Regions from separate parts of the Mus musculus genome. Here all the other regions are linked to region 2. The links are chromatin contacts, called in public promoter capture Hi-C maps. All regions are on one chromosome and are shown on one strand. The core of a region is the stretch at or near the end of the contact, and the rest is flanking DNA. Distances in the headings are between cores, read along the strand shown. Region 1 overlaps Phf20 (PHD finger protein 20). Region 2 overlaps Phf20 (PHD finger protein 20). Region 3 overlaps Phf20 (PHD finger protein 20).

Region 1 (2,700 bases), core at 112-2,611, 95 kb after region 2:
TGCTAGAATTCTAAGCCTTAAACACACTCTACTCCATCTGACTGCAAATTGCCTTTCACCTTTAAAATGCCATGCTACTCGTCCTGCTAATTAAAATGAGGGAAAATGTAAGGGGAGGGAGGAGGTAGGGACCAGGCATGATAGCACATGCTTATAATCTCAGTATTCAGGAGGCAGAGATTAGATGATGCTCGCAAGTCTGAGGCCAACCTGATCTATACAGGGAGAGCCTGTCTCAAAAAAAAAAAAAAGAAAGAAAGAAAGAAAGAAAAGAAAAAAAAGGAAAAAGGGGGGGAGGTGTTGATTACTCAGTGAATAAAATGCTTGCTGCACAAGCAGAAAGACCGGAGAGCTCACCTATAACCCAACCCCAGCACAGCCCAAGAGACAGGCAGATCCCAGGGGCTCTCTGGCCAACTAATCAAACCAAAGTGGAGAGATCAGGGTTCAATGAGAGATTCTATCAAAAAATACAACGGAGGGAGCTAGAGCAATGGCTGCTCTGCTCACAACTGTCTGCAACTCCGGTTCCTGGGGATCCAACGCCCTCTTCTGGCCTCATAGGACACTGTGTACATGAAGTAGACATACATCAAGGCAAAACAAAATAGTTTTGTTTTTTTTGAGGGGGGCGGGGGGGGGGGGTTGGTTGGTTGGTTGGTTGTTTTTTTAGTTTTTCGAAACAATGTTTCTCTATATAGCCCTGGCTGTCCTGGAACTCACTTTGTAGACCAGGCTGGCCTCGAACTCAGAAATCCACCTGCCTCTGCCTCCTAAATGCTGGGATTAAAGGCGTGCGCAACTACTGCCCGGCAACAAAATAGTTTTTTGTTTGTTTGTTTAATTAAGTAAAATTAAAAAACAAAGAATAAATAAGGTGGGAAAAAGAAATAAAAATCTAAGTACATAAATTTTTGGTTTTAAAAGGTGGAACTGAGCCGGGCGATGGTGGCGCACGCCTTTAATCCCAGCACTCAGGAGGCAGAGGCAGGTGGATTTCTGAGTTCGAGGCTGGCCTGGTCTACAGAGCGAGTTACAGGACAGCCAGAGATATACAGAGAAACCCTGTCTCGAAAAACCAAAATAAATAAATAAATAAATAAGCATTTACAAGAAAATATGGTTATATACAAAATACAGCCTAAAACCAAACAGCTTAGTGATCTTAGTGATGCAGAGGCCACTAACAATGAATGGAGAACTCAAGTCCGACTTCCACCGTCAGGTAGTTCTGAATGAACACAGCCCAGGACTGACAAAGCACAGAGAGCAAAAGAACGCTGACAACTGGGTGTGAGGACAAGCTGGCAATTTGGCTAGAAAGGAGACAGTGCCAGCAGAAGTGACTTGGGACAAGGAAACCATTGGCAGTCTGCCCACTGAAGCAAGGAAAGTGAAGGAAATCAGCCCTGCTACTAGGCACTCTGCAAGCAACTGAGTTTCTAAACAAGGTCCCTACAGATTCCAGGAGGGGTGAACTTTGAAATAATCAACTGCTCAGCATGCAGCTGGGGGGGGGGGGAGCTCCTAAGAGCAGAAAGTGATTTGCCTGAGGTCACACATGAGTGTAAGAGCTGGGACCACTGCCAGATGCAGATCAAATCTGTCACTGAAGATAATCTGACATTCCTGTGAGATGTGGAGGGGCTGCGGGAAGACCAGGGACACAGAACAGTCTAGTCATTCAGGTTGGTCCTGATCAGGGCCTGGAACAGGATCACATTGGAAAAGGGCCAGGAAAGCTAACAGGGCAACAGACACTAATGATTTAAGAGAGTCAGAATGGAAAAACCCCACTGAGAGCTGGGTTTTAGTAGCACATGCCTAGGATCCTAGCACTAGGGAGGAAGGGGCAGGAGGATCAGTAAAAGAACCTAGCTGAAAAATATACAGGAAAGAAATCTCCCCTAAAATACGAGATTGCTACAAACTTAAGACCTCATCAAAGGGTGTCTTTCAGCAGCTCCCCAGGGCTGCCTCCTGGAGCATTGTACTGATAAACCAGCAGCTTCCACTCAAGAACAAACACCTAGCTTCAAACAAAAGGCTGCCCTTTATCAGGTCTATTTGAAGAACTTTAAAAACTCAGTGGCTTGATGTGGGGTATCCTGACTCCCTTCTCACAATAACAAGAGGAATCAGAAACCAACTGGCTAAGCAGTTCTTACTGGAATGATTCTATGTCCAAAAAAAAAAAAAAAAAAAATTACCCATCAGAGCTTAAGATATAGAAGTTCAGAAGACAAACACTTCTCTTGAACATATAATACCCTGGTTCAAACCTTAGCACCCCAGGGCAAAAAAAAAAGCACATATATTTAAGCAGTTAAATCTAGTAATACAGAGAAAACAGTATATTTTGTAGACAATTTAAGAACTAAAGGTGGGCTGGTGAGATGGCTCAGCGGTTAAGAGCGCCGACTGCTCTTCCAAAGGTCCTGAGTTCAAATCCCAGCAACCACATGGTGGCTCACAACTGTCTGTAACAAAATCTGATGCCCTCTTCTGAAGTGTCTGAAGACAGTGTACTTACATATAATAAATAAATAAAATATTAAAAAAAAAAAAAAGAACTAAAGGTTAAGCTGGGCGTGGTGGCTCATGCCTTTAATCCCAGCACTCAGGAGGCAGAGGCAGGTGGATTTCTGAGTTCGAGGCCAGCCTGGTCTACAGAGTGAGTTCCAAGACAGCCAGGTCTAC
Region 2 (2,700 bases), core at 137-2,636:
CTTTAATCCCAGCACTCAGAAGGCAAAAGGATCTCTGTGAGTTCAAGGCTAACCTGGTCTACATATCTAGTTTCAGGACAGCCAGTACTAAATAAAGATACCCTATTATAAAAAGAAAAAATAAATAGATATAAATAGAAAGGTTCAGATGGCAAATTTGGTATTTGGCATTATGTATATTTTACCACAATTTAAAAAGCCCTCACTATAAATGTAAAAAAAAAACAAAAAAAAACAAAAAAAAAACTCACTGGGCGTGGTGGCTCACGCCTTTAATCTCAGCACTTGGGAGGCAGAGGCAGGCGGATTTCTGAGTTCGTGGCCAGCCTGGTCTACAGAGTGAGTTCCAGGACAGCCAGGGCTACACAGAGAAACCCTGTCTCAAAAAACCAAAACCAAAAAAACCAAAAAAAAAAAAAAAAAAAAAACCAAAAAAACCCCCAAAAAACCTCAGTGTAAAACAAGTAACTGTACACCCAAAGGTAACACAACACAAGCTGTGAGTGAATACATTAAGCCATAGTGGCCAACATCTATAATTCCATTTCTCAAGGGAAGGCTAAGACATGGTGGAAGGACAGAACCACCTCCTGCAAACTGTCCTCTGACCTCTGACCATGTGCCATTTGGTACACACACACACACACACACACACACACACACACACACACACACACACACACACACACACACACACATTCCTGTACGGGCAAACAAGAGAAACCAAATGCACACATCATGTCCTGGTTTACAGTGTTAGTTGCCTGAATATATGCACTTATCAAATTCAATGAGGTCTTAAAATAAGTGAACTTAATTACATGCAAAGTATTCCTCAATAAGTCAACTGCTTTACAAAGAAACGTTTATTACATAACTGACTTTTGGGGGAGTGGGGTGGGGGAGCGTACTGGTAATCAAACTCAGTGCCACACATGCTAGGCAAACACTCAACCCGAAGCCACATGCTCAGCATAGTAACAGATTTTGTGGTACAGGTCTTTGTGGCTTTCCCTTTTTCCCCAAACCTGACTGAACTGAGAGCCTGAGTAAGCTCCTGCCCAGAGCTGCAGGCACACACTTACTGCAGAATGCTCATCTTGAGCTGCAGGCCGTGCAGCACTTGGATCACTCTCTGCACGTCCCCGAGCAGCTGGTGGGTGGCCACGATCTTCCTGGCATTCTGGTGGGAGTAGTTCTGATCCAGAAATGCCAGACCATGCATGTGTCCCCGGCTCAGCCACTCCTTGTCATACCAGTACTTGAAGCCAGGCCTCTGACCTAAAGAGACGACATTGCAACAGTCAAACATGCCTGAGGAACCCAGGCTGTCCTGTCCCCTCCGCGGTCCTGTGCTTTGATGGCTGTGCTCATTCTGTTCACGTTTCCTTGGCCTCTACTCGGTGCTGGAGACAAAGCTGAAATAAGGCCTGGGCCCTCCTACCCGCAGCAGGGGCTAGAGCACGGATTCCAATTCTGATCAGTAGTCTTCCTCCTTTCAACTATCTCCCTCCCTTCCCATCTTTTCTGCCCCCTCCCCTTCTTTCTCTAGACAAGGCCTCACATGGCTCAGACAACCCTTAAACTAACCATGTAGCTTAAACTGGCTTTGAACCTGTTCCTCCTGCTTCTGTTTGGAGAGTTCTGGGATACAAATGTTCACTACCATGGCCGGCTGAATTACCTCTTCAGATTGAAGTCATTTCCTTCCCCCCTCCACTCACTCTCCCACAGCTTCTGACTGCTCACAGAAGGAAACCCCAAATCCCTATCGATCGATTAAGGCTGACAGCATCCTTCTCTTTCCTCTTCTCCTCACTCCACCCTTATCATGGTTTGTCTGAGTTTTAGAAACACACACACACAAATCTCTTCCTTGGCCTGACCTCTTTCCTCCAGAGCTCTGACAAGGCATCCCCTGGGCCTCTCCAGGACAGATGTTCCCCATCTCCTCAGGCAGGCCTTTGGCCACCAGCCAGCATCAGAGAGCCTCTGGCTCCCCCTCTCTGCTTTCCCTCCTAGCTTCACTTGTACACCTGTCTTGGGTTTATTTAACTTGTTTCAACTTCTGTTCTTTGTCCCCAGTCTCATTAAAAGACAGAAAAGGATCCGTCATATTGATGGCTGCAGTTCCAGAGCCTGGAATGTGTCTCAAATGGACTGAGTATGAACAGAAGACTCCAGATCCTAACTAGACAAGTGACAGGCCCCAGACCTTAACTAGACAGGTGACAGCCCTCCCTTCTCTGGACCCATCTCTGCTTCCCATCGTAACAGATGACCTGGATGGCTCTTGGGTCCGGCTCATCACAAGTCTCTTTAGAAAGGACAGAAAACTAAGCTCAGGGACTAGGCAGCACGTCCTGTTCCAAAAACTCAGGAGACAGCACCTTCCAACCTGACTCATTCACTCTTCAGTCACTAAGAAACCTTGAAACAGGCTGGGCATGGTGGAAGGGACAGTCAAGAGCCACTACCCATTAACCAATGACCCCCACTAAGGAGCCGAGCAAGACTCCGCTTAAGAGTGCTCCAGAGCAGGCAAGGCTCATCCCTTCCAGGGGCAGTGACACAATGGGGGCTGGGATGTTTGTGTGTGTGTGTGTGTGCAAATGTGCCCTCCGACATCCCTGAAATGGCACCAACAGAGAGAGCCACACGCCCATCCTCAGAGCTCTCAAGGAAGAAAGTGTCTGCCAA
Region 3 (2,700 bases), core at 47-2,546, 65 kb after region 2:
GGTATCTGATGCCCTCTTCTGGTGTGTCTGAAGACAGCTGTAGCATGCATGCATACATAATGAGAGACAAAGGGGGGAAGTAATGGACACCAAAACATGAAACATGATCAGTAGAAAGAATCCTAAAGGAAAGCAGGAGCTGAAAGGATATCTCAGTGGTTAATGGTTAAGAGCATTATCTGCTCTTCCAGAGGACCCAGTTTCAATTCCCAGAACTCACAACGCAGCTCATAACTTTCTGTAACTCCAATTCCAAGAGATCTGATATCTTCTTCTGGCTTCTAGGGTGAGCAGCAGGCACAGACACATATGCAGGAACACCCATACATATAAAATAAAAAATATAAAAGAAAGAAAGAGAGAAAGACACCAAGTGGTAGATGAGATGGCTCAGTGGGTAAGCCCACTTGCCACAACAAGCCTGCACATTTCAGCTTGATCCCTGAAACTCAGGTAAAACTGCCAGATGGACACATCTGTAAGCCCAGATCTCCTGTGGGAAGGTGGGAGGTTGAGACAGAACTGCCCATAACTCTCAGGCAAGCTAGTCTGCAGCATGCAGAGACCCTGTTCCATCACTACAGGAGAAAACAGACTAAAGTCACCTGTAAGCTGTTCTGACCTCCATAGGCAAATTGCGATACTATATGTACACAGACACACACACTCAGACAGACAGCAGACAGACAGACAGACACGCACACTGTCTTAGTCAGGGTTTCTATTCCTGCACAAATATCATGACCAAGAAGCCAGTTGGGGAGGAAAGGGCTTATTCAGCTTACACTTCCATGCTGCTGTTCATCACCAAAGGAGGTCAGGACTGGAACTCAAGCAGGTCAGGAAACAGGAGCTGATGCAGAGGCCATGGAGGGATGTTTTTAATTAGATTGTTCAGCCTGCTTTCTTATAGAACCCAAGACTACCAGCCCAGGAATGGCACCACCCACAATGGACAGGGCCCTCCCACCCTTGATCACTAATTGAGAAAATGCCTTACAGCTGGATCTCATGGAGGCATTTCGTCAACTGAAGCTCCTTTCTCTGTGATAACTCCAGCTGTGTCACGCTGACACAAAACCAGCTAGTACACACACAAATAATAAAAAAGAAACCAAAAATAAAGGACATTACAAATCAGATTTTTAAATTCTTTCTACGTGGAACAGAAACTATGAGCACTTAACTAGAAATAAAGTAGGGAGAATGTGGCAGAAGGATCTGGAAGGCAGCAGACAGAAGCTATTTCACTGTGCTTGCTGCAAGAACAGGGAAGGCCCGCCTGCTGCTTGGGACAGATGGTACACTGCTGACAGACAACAGGAAGAAGGCAGGAGCATCAAGCATAGCAGGCACTTTCTATTCCATCCACCCAGCATCTTGACTAGGAAAGCCTGTCATCTTAGCCAGCATGTCTGTACAAGTCTGCAAGTGAGTGGGGTAGGCAGTTACTCTCTAGAGAGACATGTGCCCAGAAGCAATAGCTCCAAAATTAGAATCACCTTTGGTTTGAGTTTTGTTTTTTTGAAACAGGGTCTTGTTAGCCGGCCTAGATATTACTATGTTACCCAAGCTAGTACTGAACTTTTGTCAATCCTCCTGCCCAAAGTCCTAGCACTGGGGTTTCAGGAGTGACTCACCACATCCAGCTTATTATTTGTTGCTGTTTTATTTCCACTGCAGGCCACTGAATCTCAGTTTCTTGCATGCCAGCCAAGGGCTCTATCACTAAGCTACACCCTATCCACTAGCTATTTGGTCATGCTTCATTTTGTTGGAGACCAGGTCTCATACGTAGGCCAGGATTGTGTCTTGGGTATTGGGATTGCAAGTGTATTTGTATAAACTCCAAGTCAAATGTATTCCTTTAATCCAGCACTTGGGAGGCAGAGACAGAAGAATCTCAGGGAATTTAATGCCAGCACCACCACACCACCACCACCATCCTCACCCCAAGAAATAAAAATCCAAATTGTATTACTTCTTTGGGACCTTAAATTTTGAAAACAAATCTCTCCTGGATGATTACAAATAAATCTGTATGAGGCCTTCTGGAGTTCAGCTGTCAAACTGAGCTAAGTGAGCCTTACACCCAACAGAGTAAGTTCTTGTCTTTCAAGTCACTCAATTCCAAATAGACCTTTATTTTATTTATGTCTTTATTTCAGTGCTAGAGATGGAAACCAGGGCCTGTATGCCCTAAATATGTGTTCTATTGCTCAGCTGTATACCCCCAAATACAGCATTTCTGGGGAGAACTAAGTAAGACTGTCCATATAAAACCATTGGGGACATTAAGCCTCATACTTGTCAAAACAAATCTGCAAGATGTTCATTGTCACTGCTGTTTGTCTAACTCGCAGCATACTAAAGTGAGGGAGAGCCAGGCCTTGGCATAAACAACACAGACAAACTAAATGGAAGCAACAAGCATCTGCCCACATGCCTGCTCTGAGTGCTCTGTGTGCTCTACTGTCACACAGACAGAAAAACAGGGTTAAGCCGGGCGAGGTGGCCCACACCTTCAATCCCAGCACTTGGGAGGCAGAGGCAGGCAGATCTCTGAGTTGGAGGCCAGCCTGGTCTACAGAGGGAGTTCTAAGACAGTACAGCCAGGGCTCACAAAAAAAAGAAATCCTGCCTAGGAAGGAAGGAAGGAAGGAAGGAAGGAAGGAAGGAAGGAAGGAAGGAAGGAAGGAA

Evidence for each region. Capture Hi-C pulls out chosen DNA fragments and counts their contacts.
Region 1: a contact with region 2 is called in a promoter capture Hi-C map of adipose tissue. The contact joins two enhancer-like sites. A contact is called at or near these places in 4 of 39 promoter capture datasets (hippocampal neurons, liver and pre-B cells), 14 of 484 Hi-C or Micro-C datasets (B cells, CD8 T cells, DN3 thymocytes and 7 more), 11 of 115 datasets of contacts at active chromatin or transcription factors (the HPC-7 cell line, the SCID.adh cell line, bone marrow-derived dendritic cells and 6 more) and 4 of 9 other capture datasets (adipose tissue, embryonic stem cells, liver and 1 more).
Region 3: a promoter capture Hi-C map of adipose tissue shows a contact between it and region 2. The contact joins two enhancer-like sites. A contact is called at or near these places in 1 of 15 datasets of contacts at CTCF or cohesin (CD8 T cells), 7 of 484 Hi-C or Micro-C datasets (Sertoli cells, Th17 cells, bone marrow-derived DN3 thymocytes and 4 more), 2 of 115 datasets of contacts at active chromatin or transcription factors (the HPC-7 cell line and embryonic stem cells) and 3 of 9 other capture datasets (adipose tissue, liver and pancreatic islet).

Annotation. Positions count from the first base shown.
Region 1 is chr2:156,201,957-156,204,656 of GRCm38.p6, reverse strand. All of the region lies in intron 1 of Phf20 (PHD finger protein 20), which reads right to left. Among named protein-coding and RNA genes, the nearest start is that of Phf20, 6.7 kb to the right of the region's middle. Within about 2 kb of position 1,361, at least 157 of the 459 cell types and tissues checked have an H3K27ac peak or open chromatin away from gene starts, as enhancers often do. A contact at or near this core is called in adipose tissue and hippocampal neurons, where this site is marked.
Region 2 is chr2:156,297,102-156,299,801 of GRCm38.p6, reverse strand. Phf20 (PHD finger protein 20) reads right to left here. Exons shown (of 18, transcript NM_172674.2): 15 at 1,086-1,281. Among named protein-coding and RNA genes, the nearest start is that of Cnbd2, 14 kb to the left of the region's middle. Within about 2 kb of position 1,386, at least 25 of the 459 cell types and tissues checked have an H3K27ac peak or open chromatin away from gene starts, as enhancers often do. A contact at or near this core is called in adipose tissue and hippocampal neurons, where this site is marked.
Region 3 is chr2:156,232,442-156,235,141 of GRCm38.p6, reverse strand. All of the region lies in intron 2 of Phf20 (PHD finger protein 20), which reads right to left. Among named protein-coding and RNA genes, the nearest start is that of Phf20, 37 kb to the right of the region's middle. Within about 2 kb of position 1,296, at least 72 of the 459 cell types and tissues checked have an H3K27ac peak or open chromatin away from gene starts, as enhancers often do. A contact at or near this core is called in adipose tissue, where this site is marked.